Linked DNA regions of Gossypium hirsutum: region 2 is linked to region 1. Evidence: chromatin contacts called from public Hi-C data. All regions are on one chromosome and are shown on one strand. Each heading gives the region's core, a stretch centred on a gene start, on an enhancer-like site or on the middle of the called end of the contact. The rest is flanking DNA. Distances are from core to core; before and after follow the strand shown. Region 1 holds the start of LOC107893804 (E3 ubiquitin-protein ligase MIEL1). Region 2 holds the start of LOC107893619 (monothiol glutaredoxin-S11).

Evidence for each region. A called contact is a pair of places that touch in the nucleus more often than the background predicts.
Region 2: a Hi-C map of leaf shows a contact between it and region 1, with 3 times the contacts expected there. The contact joins the promoter of LOC107893619 here to the promoter of LOC107893804 in region 1. A contact is called at or near these places in 8 of 34 Hi-C or Micro-C datasets (callus and leaf).

Annotation. Positions count from the first base shown.
Region 1 is chrA08:15,370,702-15,378,455 of Gossypium_hirsutum_v2.1, reverse strand. It overlaps LOC107893804 (E3 ubiquitin-protein ligase MIEL1), which reads left to right and starts at 3,632. Exons shown (of 9, transcript XM_041074502.1): 1 at 3,632-3,953; 2 at 4,040-4,127; 3 at 4,691-4,734; 4 at 4,849-4,889; 5 at 5,737-5,819; 6 at 5,911-6,002; 7 at 6,467-6,505; 8 at 7,026-7,171. The coding sequence starts at 3,892.
Region 2 is chrA08:15,693,265-15,701,018 of Gossypium_hirsutum_v2.1, reverse strand. It overlaps LOC107893619 (monothiol glutaredoxin-S11), which reads left to right and starts at 4,693. Exons shown (of 1, transcript XM_016818690.2): 1 at 4,693-5,351. The coding sequence starts at 4,856. The coding sequence ends at 5,161.

The DNA of each region.
Region 1 (7,754 bases), core at 2,383-4,882:
AAACATTCTTAATTTTATCATTTACATTTGCGTCATTATTTTCATCAACAATGAACAAATTTTATAAAATGTTAACGTTAAAACTTGATGAAAGGAGAAAAAGGACAACAATCCACTGTGATTGTTAACAAGGAACAACCTTTATTAAAGGGATAACATATATGGCCCTTGAATTTGTCCATAATATCTAGTTGATTCCTAAATTTGTATTCTCGTTAGCTAAGTTGATATATCCACATTGACACTGTTAATTTGTATTGATGTGGCACTATTATTCAATCCGGTAGTGCCACGTGATGTTTCAAGAGGTTGCCACATGGCAAACATAAATAAAAAATATATATTTATGTTTTCCATTGTAACACCCCTCACCCATATTCAACGTCGGAATAGGATTACGAAACATTATTGGACTTACAGCACAATAATCACACATTTCACATATATTTATCAAATTCAAATAATCATCAATCAAAATCATTCATATCGTCCCTAATACGAGCCTACAAAGCCCAAACATGTATTCGGGGTGGTTCGGGACTAAACCGATAACTTTAAAAACTTTTTACACACTTAGAAGATTTTTGCAAAATACAAGGGACACACGCCCATGTGGTCCGGCCATGTGTCTCACACGGCCAAAGACATGCCTGCACAGGCCGTGTGGACATTCAAAATGGGATCACATGGCTATGTCCCAGCTCTTGTTCGACCCTGTGTAACTTTCTGACTTAGGTCACATGCCCAACACACACGCCCGTGTGGCCAACTTGTGTGCCCTAAAAATGGCCACACATTCCTGTGTACCAGGCTATGTGCTAGGCCTTGCCAAACCTGTAAAGTATACTGACTTAGGCCACATGCCCAATCACACTCCCGTGTGGTAGGCCATGTGGAGCATACTGACTTGATTTTTAATTCAACACCAGGGGATACATGACCGTGTATCACACATAGTTGAGAACACGCCCGTGTCTAGACAAAAATAAGCTATTTACCAAGCCATTTTCCACCTAAATTTGAATACACCTACACCAAACCAAATGGCACCAAAACATAGCTTATGTAGCCATTTAAACCAACTAAATCAAGCTTAATTCATGCCAACTCAACTCTATTATCCGCAATATACACAAGTTACAAAATGGACCATTATATTATGCCAAATTTACACATACAATTCAACTAAGTAAACATTTCCAAACATGCATCATTATGCTTAAGTTTACAAGCATATATATTCTCCAATATCAACCATTTGACAACCACAATACCTACTATCAATAAGCATCACAAAGCCAACCTCAATCACATAACATAAGCCATATGCACACATATATATACACAACCAAAACATAAACATTTACAAGCCAATTCAAATGGCTAAATTCATCATCAACTTATATACCAAAATGACCAAAGTTCCTATACATGCCATATATTCCAAAAATATAAATTCAAAAGTACCAAAACGATAGGTTGATAGTGTGATGAAGTCTCCGATGATTCCCAAATCCGAGCTAGCTCTGAAATCACTATAAAACACGGAAAAATAAATAGAGTAAGCTTTACAGCTTAGTAAGCTCATATGATTAATAAGTATAATATGCCTATTCATTCACTATTTAAAGAACATAAGTAACATAAGTATTATATTCAAATCAACGATTTGCACATTGCCATAATTCTGTGTTTAAGTATAAATTCATCAACTTTCACTTACATTTCATATAAACTTATCAATTATCACTTACTGCCAAACTTATCACGAGTACCTGAACTGATCCGTATCATTGCCTATATCCTCGTACCATCATCTTTTCCCGTTGAACCATTCGGAATAATATCGGATACTAGGGAATCTCGCACCAAAGTGCCACATACATAGCCAACACTATCTCAATCTCATATTACATATTTGCTCACTCTCGAGCTATCAACGAGCCTGCTCACACAAGCTGTTGGTCAAGACATAGTTACACGGTGCTGCTCACACAAGCTGTCAAGTAATCGCAACATTTGCCGGTATACTCAGCCACCAGTAGAACGTACATGACCAGCACCCGGATCACATAATCACAATAACCCTTAATGACATGTCCCTAGTATCCTATCTATTCTCAAGGTTAATCCGGGATTCTCACAGTGTCAATGCTTTGTCGATAGATTTCACAATGTTGTAATATCACAATTATAATATTTAAGCATATAAACACATATAACATTAAGCTTATTAATCATACAAACTTACCTCGGTTTACAAAAACGATGAAATAGATTGAGTAGTCGAGTACTTTGTTTTTCCCTCGGTCTAGATCCAAATTTCGCTTTCCTTGATCTATATGTAATCAAATTTAGATTATTTAATTATCACTCTATTCAATTTAATCCAAAAGCACTTATTAAAGCATTTTATACTTTTGCCCCAAGTATTTCACAACTTTTACAATTTAGTCCTTATTTCATAAGAACACAAATTAATGCAACTTGATATCAACCCATGCTAGTCAAATTTTCCTAGTACATATATCAGCCCATATTATTCATTTATTTCACATTTTAACCACAAAGTTTCCACATTTCACACTTTAAGCCCTAATTTGCATTTTCACTAAAAATCACTTAACAAAACTTGTATAATTATCATCAAACATTCATAATCTATCATCAATCATTAAAATACATGCTTATTCATTAATGGAAACTTCCTAAATCTTTAACAGTTTTGTAAAATAGTCCTTGAGCTAGCTAGACCTAGTTGCAACGATCTCAAAAACATAGAAATAATTAAAAATCGAGTCAAAATCACTTATCAATTAAGCTACTAAGTGACCGAACCCTAAAAAACTTTCATGGCTTCCTTCTTTCTTTGTATTTTTGGTGGAAATGAAGAAAGGATGATGATACATTAAGTTTTCCATCATTTTACTTAAGTTATTTACAAATTACTATATTAACCTTGTTTAAAAACATTAAAATCACTTAATATATGCCCATAATTGTCCACTCACAATTGAAATGGTCTAATTACCACTTAAGGACTCTTACTTTAAGGTTCTATAGCTATTAATACCTTTAGCTATTAGAATATCACTTTTGCACTTTAAGCGATTTAGTCCTTTTTACCGAATTGAGCATTCAAATGATAAAATTTCTTAACAAAAATTTCACACAATCATACTATCATTTTGTAAACATTAAAATAATAATAAAATAATTATTTTGATTTCAGATTTGTGGTCCCGAAACTACTATTCTGATTTGACTAAAAATGGGCTGTTACATCCTTGTGGCGTTATGAGAGGTTGTCATGTGGTACCATCGGATTGGTTAATAGAGTCACATTAGCACAAACTAACAATATTAATGCAAATGTATTAACTTAGTTGACGGAATACAAATTTAATGACTAACTAGATCCAAAAAAATTTAGAAACTAACTAAATACAAATAGACAAATTCAAATATCAAATTATATATCATCTCTTTATTAAATATATAAATGTCAAAATGAGTGAGAAGATAACAACAATCGACGGGGAATGGGTGAAATAAGAAAACATTTAGTGACGCAGGCTGAGGCTAATATCTACTGCTAGCAGTTATTACGGCAACGTCTAGAAGATACCTAAACAAATCCTTTCCTGCAAACGTAAGATAAAAGTGAATTCCGTTGGCATTCAAAAAAAGGAAAAAGAAAACACCAGTTTGATTTACAAGCCTAATAAGGCCGAGCAAACATAATTGACTTTGAAGGCCTAATAGGCCCAATTTAGTAAATTTTATGTTTTCTATGTTGTTCTTAATTTTCAGAAAGGGAAAAAAAAAAGAAAAAAGAAGAGCAAATGTCTCTATTTTGTTCTTTCTTTCTTCGTGTTCCTATTCTAACCAATGGCAGGGGACTCTGTAATTTCGCCTCAGAGAAGCAAAGATTTCGGAAAACTCGACCATGGGTATCTTCTCTTTGCTCTATATTCTTTTTTGTTTCCTTTGGGTTTCAATTTGTTAAATGCTTTTTTTTATTTGTTTTTTCTTTCAGATGCGATCACTACAAGAGACGATGTAAAATCCTTGCTCCTTGCTGTAATAAGACCTTCCCTTGCCGTCATTGCCATAACGAGACCTCAGTACTTTCTCTCCCTTCTCTCGTTTCCCTTTCCCTTTTCATGTTCATTTACGTTTTTTAATTGCCTGCCTTGGTTATATAAATTTATTAATCTTATTGTTTTGGATTGTTTAATTTTTTTTCTTTTAATAATTCTTTTATTTCTTTGTTTAATTTAGAACTCACTTAGCAACCCAAAAGATCATCACGACCTTGTCAGGCAGGATGTCAAGCAAGTATTTTTATTTGACAAAATCACCTTTCATGTTGTACCTTAACATATAATTGTTATAATGGAGTGGAGTTGATGATGTGTCAGGTTATTTGTTCAATTTGCAATACCCAACAGGAGGTATGTCAAGTTGCATTTAATTCTGTGGTAGTAACTGTAAGTGTCTCAACTCTGAAAGTCCATTATTCTAATGTCCAGGTTGCTCAAGTCTGTTCCCATTGTGGGGTAAACATGGGAGAATATTTCTGCGACATTTGTAAATTCTATGATGATGATGTAAGATGATTGCATGTTTATGTTTACTTTTATTCCACTTAAAGAATCATGTTGAGTTTATGTTATGACTGTTGCAGATTACAAAGGGACAATTCCATTGTAATGATCGTGGAATTTGTAGGTTGGTTAGCATGTTGTGTCCGATTGCTTAAGTTTTTTACTTCTTGTTATTGTAACTTGTTTCTGTCTTATATCTTGTCAACTTCTAGTCTGGTCTAATCTGTGGTTTACACAGGGTTGGTGGCCGTGATAAGTTCTTTCACTGCGAGAAATGTGGTAGGCAGTCTTATTACCATTCTTGCTCCTTAATTGATTTAGTTTTAGAGTTGGTTTCTTTTATAGTATTGTATGGAATTTCATGTTATACTTGTTATGGGGCACAATATGCTATTCCTCTTTAAGCTGAAAAGAAATGGAAAAAGATGAAAAGGATAGCTGAATTATAAGTTATTGATATTCATGGTGGTTTGATCATATTAACCAGATGTGATTCTTCTCTAATTTTTATTTATTTAATAGGATTAACCTAAGAAAGCCAAAGGAAATAGCCAAAATCGTAATGATAGATAGCCCTTAAAATCCTTCGTTTCCCTACTGTTGTAATTTTGCGGAGTGCAGCGAAGTATATTGGCTTTATCTGTTGTTTAGATGGCCGTGTTCCAGGGTGTTTATTGAGGTGTGTTGCAGTTCTATAGTCGTAGTGTCCCCTATTTTGTCCATTATCATTTTAAACATAGGGCTCAAAGAGATGACTTCTAAGACATCTGGGGTCCTTTCAATGAGTTTATGACTCCATTAGATAGTTGATGATTTAATGGTGTCCCAAGCTAGTTTACTTCAGACTCCTAAAATTCACTTAGTTGTAGATTTAAGCTGGAGTTTCATGTAAAGGCTAAAGAAAAAGGCATATTAGGGAACCTATCTCTGTACTTGTTATTGTAAACTTTAAATTCTCTTAAGTTTATGGTGAGTATCTCTAAGCATATAGTTGTGCAGTCTTCAAATTAATTTTATGATTCCAGTTTAATTACTCTTAGTATTAGCAGTATCTTCAAAGTTGTTTAATTTCTTGTGGTCATTTTCCTGTATTGCTTTTTCCTTTATGATGTTATCATTGGCACAGGTTCTTGCTATATGGTGGATCTGCGTGACAATCACTTTTGTGTAGAGAATTCCATGAAGTCTTATTGCCCCATCTGTTTTGAGGTTTGAGCTTTGAGAGTTTGACCATTTTCTTCACTTTTCTTGAAATTTCATAAGAATATGTTTTTCCAAGACATTTTTTTCCTGTGTCCAGTATCTTTTTGACTCAGTTAAAAGCACACGCATTATGAAATGTGGACATACAATGCATATGGAATGCTTTTCTCAGATGGCTAAGCAAAATCAGTAAATTCAAATTACTTTGCTAATTGCTTACCTATTTTAATTTTATTTTATTTTTTCAGAATGGTTAAAACATTAACTATATATATATATATTTTTTTTCTCCATTTCACTGGTATAGATGTCCCATCTGCTGCAAGGCAGTACTTGATATGTCTGCCTTCTGGGAAGATCTGGATATGGATGTATAAACCTTCTTCTTTTGATCATCTTATTGCACATTAAGTTTCTACTAGACCTCAGCATATTGTGTGTTACTAATAATTGGTTCTTTTGTTGGATTTTTATATGCCCTTTCCATGGATCTAATTTTTTATTTCAAGGATGTCTGATCTTTCTCTAAAGAACATATTAAATAGATTTTGCTGTAGAAGTTGTTAAGTACTACTTTCAGGATTAACCAACTATTTTACTGTTTCGATAATTTTTGTATGTCATTAATTGGTGATCTTTTTCTTTGTTTACAGATTGATGCTACTAGAATGCCTGCGGAGTATCAATTTGAGGTAGTAAATTATGTAACTTTCTCTTTTTCTTTGCCTGCAGCATACATGCAATTAAAATTGTTGCAGCATATATGCAAACTTTTATAAGTTTTTGCTCTCATTCAGAAATCACGTCTAGTTAGATAATTTCCGTGCCTCTAGAAGGTATCCATCTGTTTCCCAATGTTTGGTCGGGACATAGATGTGTTGTCATATAACACTTCCTTATTTCAAATAGCAGCCAGTCTTTCTTTTTCATGGATGTTAACAGCCGACCCGATTAGGAAATATTCTTCATACTCATTTTTACCCTTTCCAAATGAACATAAAGCTAATAATTTAAGGGTCTACTTTAGCGGGCAAGTTTATGTTATGGTTTCTAGTGCTGTTCCTTCCTATTTAGCTTCTTTCAGGCTAATACTGAGCCACTGTTGCTCTATATGATATAATATCTTCTTCATCATACTTCCGTTCTTGAACATAGTCAAAATGATGTTCAGTTTTATATTTGTACACTTTGTTGAATGTGGTTTTCATGCAGGTTTCAATCCTCTGCAATGACTGCAACAGTACAAGCACAGTCCAGTTTCACGTTCTTGGTCTTAAGTGCAGGAAATGCAATTCTTACAACACCCGCCGGGTTACAGAGCCGGCCAACCATTGCCATACATACTGAAGTTGTAATCGGTTCGTAATGCAACATTTGACACTCTTTTATGCAAAACTCTCTTACAAAAGGTCTTTGTTTAGTTGCATCTATTTCGTTATTGATTTTTTACTACTACTGATGTAAGATCAGTTAATATAATTATAAGACAATTAAATTCAAGTACAAAAACCATAATAAAAATAAACATATAATTCTAGAACTAGAAAAGAGAAGAATATATTAGGAGTCTAGACTCAGTAGCAAATTAAAACCACAGCTTCCCCCTGATAGAAGAACGACTCGTATACTGGACAATTTCTACCTTATCTCTTACAAAAGCCAATTTCGTTCGGTTTTAATTTGACGTTTGACCCAAGCCAGGAACTTCTTATTTGGGTTAGATGATTTTTGTCAAAGGCAGCTTCTGGCAATTGCTGCTGACTTGTGAAAGCTGTCGAAACTGTATTTGGTTTTTTTTTTTTGGGCCAAAAAACCTTTTTGTTTATTTCTGCTTACCATTAACAAATATGACTGCTTTAAAGACTTGGCTTTGCCTTTGAGCCATGCATCTCTTCAACCCTTTGTTCAACACATTTCTCGCCTTCAGCTCCTTTAATTTTT
Region 2 (7,754 bases), core at 3,444-5,943, 320 kb before region 1:
TTCTAGAGCTAGCACCGACTTTGTAGCTTGATCTGGACTAGCCTCAACTTTACTCAAACAGTCTTTCATGAAATTTACATATTTATGATATTTATACAATTTACATAAACACAATCAATGCAAGCATGTAAATAAACACAATTTAGTTACACGAACTTACCTCGACAAAGGTTCGTATATAAATATCTACTAATTCGACATTTTCCTCGTTCTAACTCCGAATTTGATCTATTCTGATTTATACGAGTAAATTTAACATCAAATTCACACATCTCATATACATTTGGATTCAATTTACATCCTAGGTAAAATTACCATTTTGCCCCTAACTTTTCCATAAATTCCCATTTCGTCCCCAGGCTCGGAAAAATAAAATTTGTGCAATTTACTCCTTATTCCAAGCATAACCAAAATCCCATTACAAAATTTACAGCACATATATTCATAAAAATTCAGCATTTTTCTTCAATTTTACAACTTTACATTTTAGCCCCTAAATCATGCTTTCATCAAAAATCGCTTTATAAAAGTTGTTTATCTATCAACAATATTTCATTTTCTACCATAAATTTCTAATTTTCAGCATATACTTCCATGATCCATTTTTCGTACTTTGATAACTTCTCAAATTGATCCCCCAAATAGATAGATTAAACTATCCCGGTTTCAAAAATATAAAAATTACTAAAAACGGGGCTTGATTACTTACCCAAATAAGCTTGATAAGTCTCCTTCCTCTCTCTTAGGGTTTCCATGGAAATATTTGGGGAAGATGATATGAAATTGTTTTCTTTTTCATTTAATTAAATTGTCATTTAATAACTTTTCATCTTTCCAATTTAGTCCTTAGCCTTTTTTATTTTTCCATGGATGAGTCATACCAAAACATCTACATACTTTCTTTAATGGTCTAATTACCATATAAGGACCTTAATTTTTGAATTTCATAGCTATTTGATCCTTCTAGCTACTAGAATCCAACTTTTGCATTTTGTGCGTTTTGGTCCTTCCTATTATTAAACACTTAATCGATAAATTTTTCTTATCAAAATTTTCACACGACATGTCTATCATAATACGAACCAAATAATAAAATAAAAATAAATTTTATTTTTCGGCTTAGATTTGTGGTCCCGAGACCACTGTTCCAATTTCATCGAAATTGGGTTGTTACAAAACTATTATAATTTTCACGTTTCATCCCCAATACTTAAATTCGATGAGAAAATCATCCCAACCAACCTTCACATACTAAAAATTGACAAAATTTTCATGCTAAGGTTAACTTATTTTCATATTAGTCCCGAAGCTCAAAACTAACCAAAATTCCTTTATAAAATAGTCCTATTTAACAACCAAGTTCATAAATTCATCAATTAACCTCATGAACAACTAAGAATAATTAGTGGTAAGTTTCAAAACCTTTAACAGATTTACAAAATAATCCCTAAGTTAGCTAGATTATGCCACAACGATATCAAAAACGTAAACTTTACTAAAAAGGGGTCAAGAAATCACTTACATGCAATAGCTTTGTGTTGGTCGAACCTCAAATCTTAACAATGGTGGTCTTTTTGTTTCTAATTTTCGATGGTAAGCTAATGAAGATGATGATAAGTTTATTTCTTTTGTTTATGCCTTTATTTATTTAATTATAATTTTACCTTTATTAGAAACATAAAATTTAACTAATTCATAACCCTTAACCATCCACAAACCTTTATAATGGCTTAATTGCCTTATAAATCCTCTCACTCTTACCATTAAGACCTTTTAACTAATAAAAATCAATAGTGGTTAGATTTTACATCTTTTATGATTTAATTTTTTTTCCTTAATTAACTATTCAATCTTTAAAATGATTGGACCATGAATTAATTTAAATTGGACCATGAATTAATTTAACTCTATAATAAAATTGTAAATATTATAAAATAGTATTTATTGACTTGATCATCGAAAGATAGGAGAGGTTTCGAAACCACCGTTTCCTGTGCCACTAAAAAAATGGGATATTACAATATTAAAAAATGGTTTAATTTCCATTTTGGACCTTTGGCTAATTGTATTTTAAGTCCTCAAGGCTTTGTTCAATTAAAAACCTATAGCGATTGGACTTTTACAATTTAGCTCATGTACCATAATTAAGCAACTAATTGACAAAATTGATAGACCAAACATTAATATACTTTTATACTAACTTCGTAAATATTTATATTTAAATATTTACGGACCCAGAGTACGAAAATGGAGTTTTAAAATCGCTTTTTTCAACACCGTTGAAATTGAGTTATTATAAAATTTATATATATATATTGATTAAAGCTTAATCAATCTAACTTAATTAATGTAATCATGACTTAATTAACTCACACTAACCAATAATCATATTTAGTGGAAATGTCATCATCAACCACTATCTCTTATTTAAAAATAATTCAATAACCATTTTGACCCTTTGGTTAATCGCCATATAGGTTCTCAAGCTTTTTCTTAATTAAAACTCAATAGCAATTAAACTTTTTACAATTTAGTATCTGAGTTTTAATTAAGTATTTTATCAACTAAATTACTCGACCATTCCTCAATATATTGTTACATTAACTCCGTAAATATTCTTATTTTATATTTACGAGCTTAATTTATAGAAATGGAGTTCTGAAATTGCATTTTCCGATACTATTGAAAATCGAGTCATTGCAGGTTCTTCATAAGAGCTTTCATAAGCTTGGTTATAACCTGGATTTGATTAAATAACATATTATAATTAAGTATTGAACGTAATGACTTGTGTAATTGTTTATTTGATATGCAAATGAAGTTGTAGTTGCTTTGGCAACGAATGTGACATCTCAGATCTCGAATCTGATGATCGGGTTGGGTGTTACATATAAGTTCTTATAAAATTTTAAATATTTTAAAATATATTTTACTAATTTTATAATTTTTAAAAATTTATTTGAATTTTATTTTTTATAATATTTATAAATTTTTATGATTTTTATATATTTATATCAATTTATAATTTTTTTATTTTTAATAATTTTTACGAAAAAATATAAGATTAAACTATAAGTTGTCACATGTCAACTTTTGATTTGTCTGTCAATTTTAATGATAGTGTGATAAAAAATACAAATTGTTACGAAAGAAACTTAATTGATTTTTTATTAACAAAAAGAAATTAATTGAACGTGAATTTAGTAAAGGAAATTAATTTTTTTTTCTTTAAGATGCTTTTTATAAATAGGATGGGTTAAAGTATCAAGATACCTTTTTTATGAGCTTGGGCCTTGGTGCCACCCTGCAATTAATGCGTTTGGCCATGATCCAGCTGCATTCTTACGTGGAAGATTTGAAGGCTTAGCAAAAGATGCCATATCCTTTAATGTAGATGGATCATTTAAACAACCTTATATATGTAAAGGCCTCAGATTCTAGAAATGATATAGAAAAAAAGAAACACAACTTGCCTACTCAATTGGCAAACTTTTCATATAATCCTACATGTTTAGTGGTGCATCTTCAAATTCCATGGATGTTTCATAAACATATGAAGGAACAAATTTATGAAATAGACTACTGCAGAATCACCCTCAAGCTGATGAAATTTCTTGAGGGTTTTGCAGATTTTCATTAGTTTTCTTTCAAGGTGTTAAATTGATTTTAAAACTGGTATCAAATTAGTTGGGTCCGTACTTTCTGGCACTTCCACCACGTTGACAACTTATAGTGTATATTGCCTTATCTGAGACAAAAGGAAAGAACTGGACCTTTCTATGCATCCATTCTGTTCATTCCCATCTACATCTTAAAGGCCAAAAACTTGTTTTTTTATCATGCATTGAAGTTCCTAGATTTGTGGACACTCATCCACATGCATCATTTGTTAAGGTCCTCATGATTTAAAACTGTACCCACCTCATGGATGCTCTTCAGCAATGCTTACTTTCTTTAAAGCCAATTACATATAGTATTTTGCAGCAAGCCATACAGTTAAAGAATGGAGAATCCTGTCCTGTCCCACCGTGACGAAGGAACATGTGCGGTCCTTTGCCGTTCACAGGCTCACTCGCTCGTTGGATGGCACTATCTGAAAAGAGCAGCAACGCTATGCATGAAGTGAGACAATGCCTATCTGTGTGCTCACATGTGGGAAGAATCATACAAGTTGGTGGGGCGCAATACAAAGATCTACAGCCACCGAAAGCCATCACGTTCGCGATCCCATTCGCAATCTTTCTGCAAATAGGATTCAAAGGAGACGATTGTGAGAATCTGGTCTTAATTGACTAGCAAGCCTCAGAATATTTTCTACTTTCGTTAAATCTTGATTGGAATTAGAAAGTATTGGAAGTCCATGAAATCTACAAACAAAAGGTAAAATACTTGGTTAGTAGGCTAAACACGTAGATTGCTAAATCAGGTTGACGTAAGGGTTTAAATCAGATGCCTATAGCTATAGGCTGCTTACAGTTAATCACTTTTAGCAGAAAATTTCCCTTCCAACTTGTTGAGCCCATAGCTATGGGAGCACAGTAGTCTCCATCATATTAAGCACCTTTATTCGTTTTAGCATCTAAGTGAAGCAGGGTGTTTTTTTGGAGTTCTTGTTCAAACAGAGAAGTTTATGATGTCCCTATAAATACTCTACCATGGGAGCTTAAGTTCCCAAGTCCTACAAAGCTTTGGACTCCTTTCTGTCTTCCTCACTTCACCCTCTCAAACTCCAATCTACCACCACCATTAGATCGAGTGCAGCCGGAATTCGGGCTTCTCCGAACTTAAACATTTTCTTCGTCCCGTTGTACAGACTTTCTTTAAGCAAATTACATTGTGAATATCAGGATTCAACATGGACAAGGTGATGAGATTGACCACAGAGAGAGGGGTAGTGCTATTCAGCAAGAGCTCATGTTGCTTATGTTATGCTGTCAAAATTCTATTCCAAGAGCTTGGGGTAACCCCAACGATTCATGAGATCGACCAAGACCCTGAAGGCCGAGAAATGGAGAGAGCCCTCATGAGGTTGGGGTGCAAAGCGCCGGTTCCGGCGGTCTTCATAGGTGGAAAGCTGGTGGGATCCACCAATGAAGTCATGTCCCTCCACTTAGGAGGAGGACTGATCCCTTTGCTGAGGCCATATCAGGCTTTTTGCTAAACTAAATACAAATTACTCCTTCAATTAACATTGAAAGAAATAAGTTGGCTCAAAATCAGTGGTCTCTCTAGTGAGCTGTACGTATTGTGTAGTCTGCATGTGTAGTTTTATTTCTATGTTCTATCATGTGTCATCTTAGCATTGGTATATGTAGTCTTTTTCTATTTCTTAATGAAGTTTACTTTATATACTTTTCTGCTTTTCAACTTTCAAAAGAATTTTAAAGATTACTACATGTTATTTGGATGCTTCGTTCCTCAAGGAATTACTTTCTGCAGTTATTTTTATTCATTCAATATTGAAGCCATTTGTAAAAACCTACAAACATGAATGTATATGTGAAGATGAATAGCAACAATGTTCTCATTGTTGAAGCATTGATCTTGAAATTACATTGAATTATAAAATTAAATTTATATGTATATATATAAATTAAGATATCTTATTCTGTTTTACCTAACATAAAAGTATATATGCAAGTGTTATGCTAATAAAGATAGTCTTTCTTTTCATGTCAATATATCATATTATTTGCAAGGAAATCAAATTTTAGAGCTTCTTACGTATTTGTTAAAATTAATTTAGCAAATATCGATTTCATAAAAATAACAAAATCTTCTCATAACATAAATTATAAAAAGGCCACAGTTTTGGAAAAATATAAAATTATAATAATAAAAGTAAAATGGATTACCAGCCAATATCAACAACCGAAACCACTATATCTTTCTTCTTGACAACTTATAAATCTATAAGTATCATTTGTTGTTCATCCAATCGTTTGTCCAGTTACAACTAGCTTTGCAACAAGTTCTAACAGTTTGTTGTTTTTAATTGGCAATTTTTTAAGTGTATTTTTCAGAAAATGTTAAGTTTTGTAAAATGCAGCAAAATTAGTATAATTTTTGTAAAGAAAACTAGTCCATTTGGTGTATCTTAAAATATAAAAGGGTTTCATATTTAAGACATATGCGATCATAAGAACAATGGATTGATTTTGTGAAAATTTATCTCAATCATTTTTATTTTTATCTTAAAGGTAAATAATTTGGTGAGATTTATGTGTATCAGAAAACGGATTGAAGTTTACTTATTAACACTAGGCTCTAACTCTTTATGTGGAAGTCTCATTCAACATTGGAAGATATGAATTGAAGAGAGTAAATATCTAATTCATTGAAAGAAACTTGTTCTTGAGTGTACATACTTATGTTCAAAACTTGTTTTTGCTAGTTTTTATTAAGCTTTCGCAAGGAAAAACTTGGTGAGAGCTTTTATTGTAATCAAGAGAAAGAGGTGGTGGTTATAATGGTGGGGATATCAGTTGGGTTTAAATCATAGCTATTACAGTGAAAGTTATAGTAGATTTCTCATTAGACAAGGTCTTGCAAACATAGGATGATTTCGAACTGTGTAAATGATTGCTTGTGTTCATTTATCTTTATTTTATTACTTGTTTCTTAGGTAACAACTGAATGAATATTTATTTAGAAACTTCAAACACTTTCAATTAGTATCAGAGCTAAACATTAGATAAACTTAGTGGGATTTTATTATAGGTTATTGAATCTTGGAAGAAAGTTCAATTTTCTTATCACCTATACTTGATGGTTTAAACGACGCCTACTCAAAGGCATGTATGATAGCGAGTATAAAGTTTATAAATGAGAAGGCTTGAAAAACTATTCTAGCTAGATGGACACCCCTTGAAACTACCAATGTTTATGGTACTACAATTGTGAAAACAAAAATTACTTGGTTTGCAAATGAAGATAAAGCATCAAGCTAACAACTCTAAAGCTCTAAATGACATTTTTTAATGGCATAGACCCTCAGGAATTTAGGAACATCTCCAAATGCATCTTAGTTTGATAAGATTGACTCATTCTTGAAACCACTCATAAAGGGGCCACTAGTGTGAAGCAGTCAAAGTTACAAATGTTAACTATCAGGTTTGAAAACTTAAGAATGACTGAGGATGAAACTCATTTTGATTTTTATGCAAAATTTTGTGATATATCTAAACAAGTTTTTTCTTTTGGAAGGAAATACTCAATTCGAAGTTGGTATGGAAGGTGCTAATATCTCATCCAGAGAGATGAATTTGCAAGAAACCATAAGAGACAATATCAAGACTAAAATGAATATTGCTTTGAATGTTAAATCTCCAATTACAACTAGCACTGCAACAATTGTCTCTATAGAGAATTTACGAGAGCAATTGGCCCTTCCTACAAGAAAATTCAACAAATCTTTTTGAAATTACAATAAGAATAAAGCTAAATGAGATACAATAAAACAAAGAATTAAAAAGAAAATAATTCAATGTCATGAATGTCAAGGCAACGACATATTGAGGTTGAATGTGCCAATATTTAGAAATATAATGTAGAAGAAAGATATAGAGAAGGCTCCTATGGTAACTCGAGCCTCCAAGAAGAGAAAGATTGTAGAAGAAATCTGCAGTACCCCATACTTGACCTGATCGTCCGGTTTGAGCTACGAGATGCCACATTCATTGCTGGAGCAACTACGACTTATTACAAGCAAATTTCATCATATATCATTAAATAATAAGTATTTCAAGTGTAAA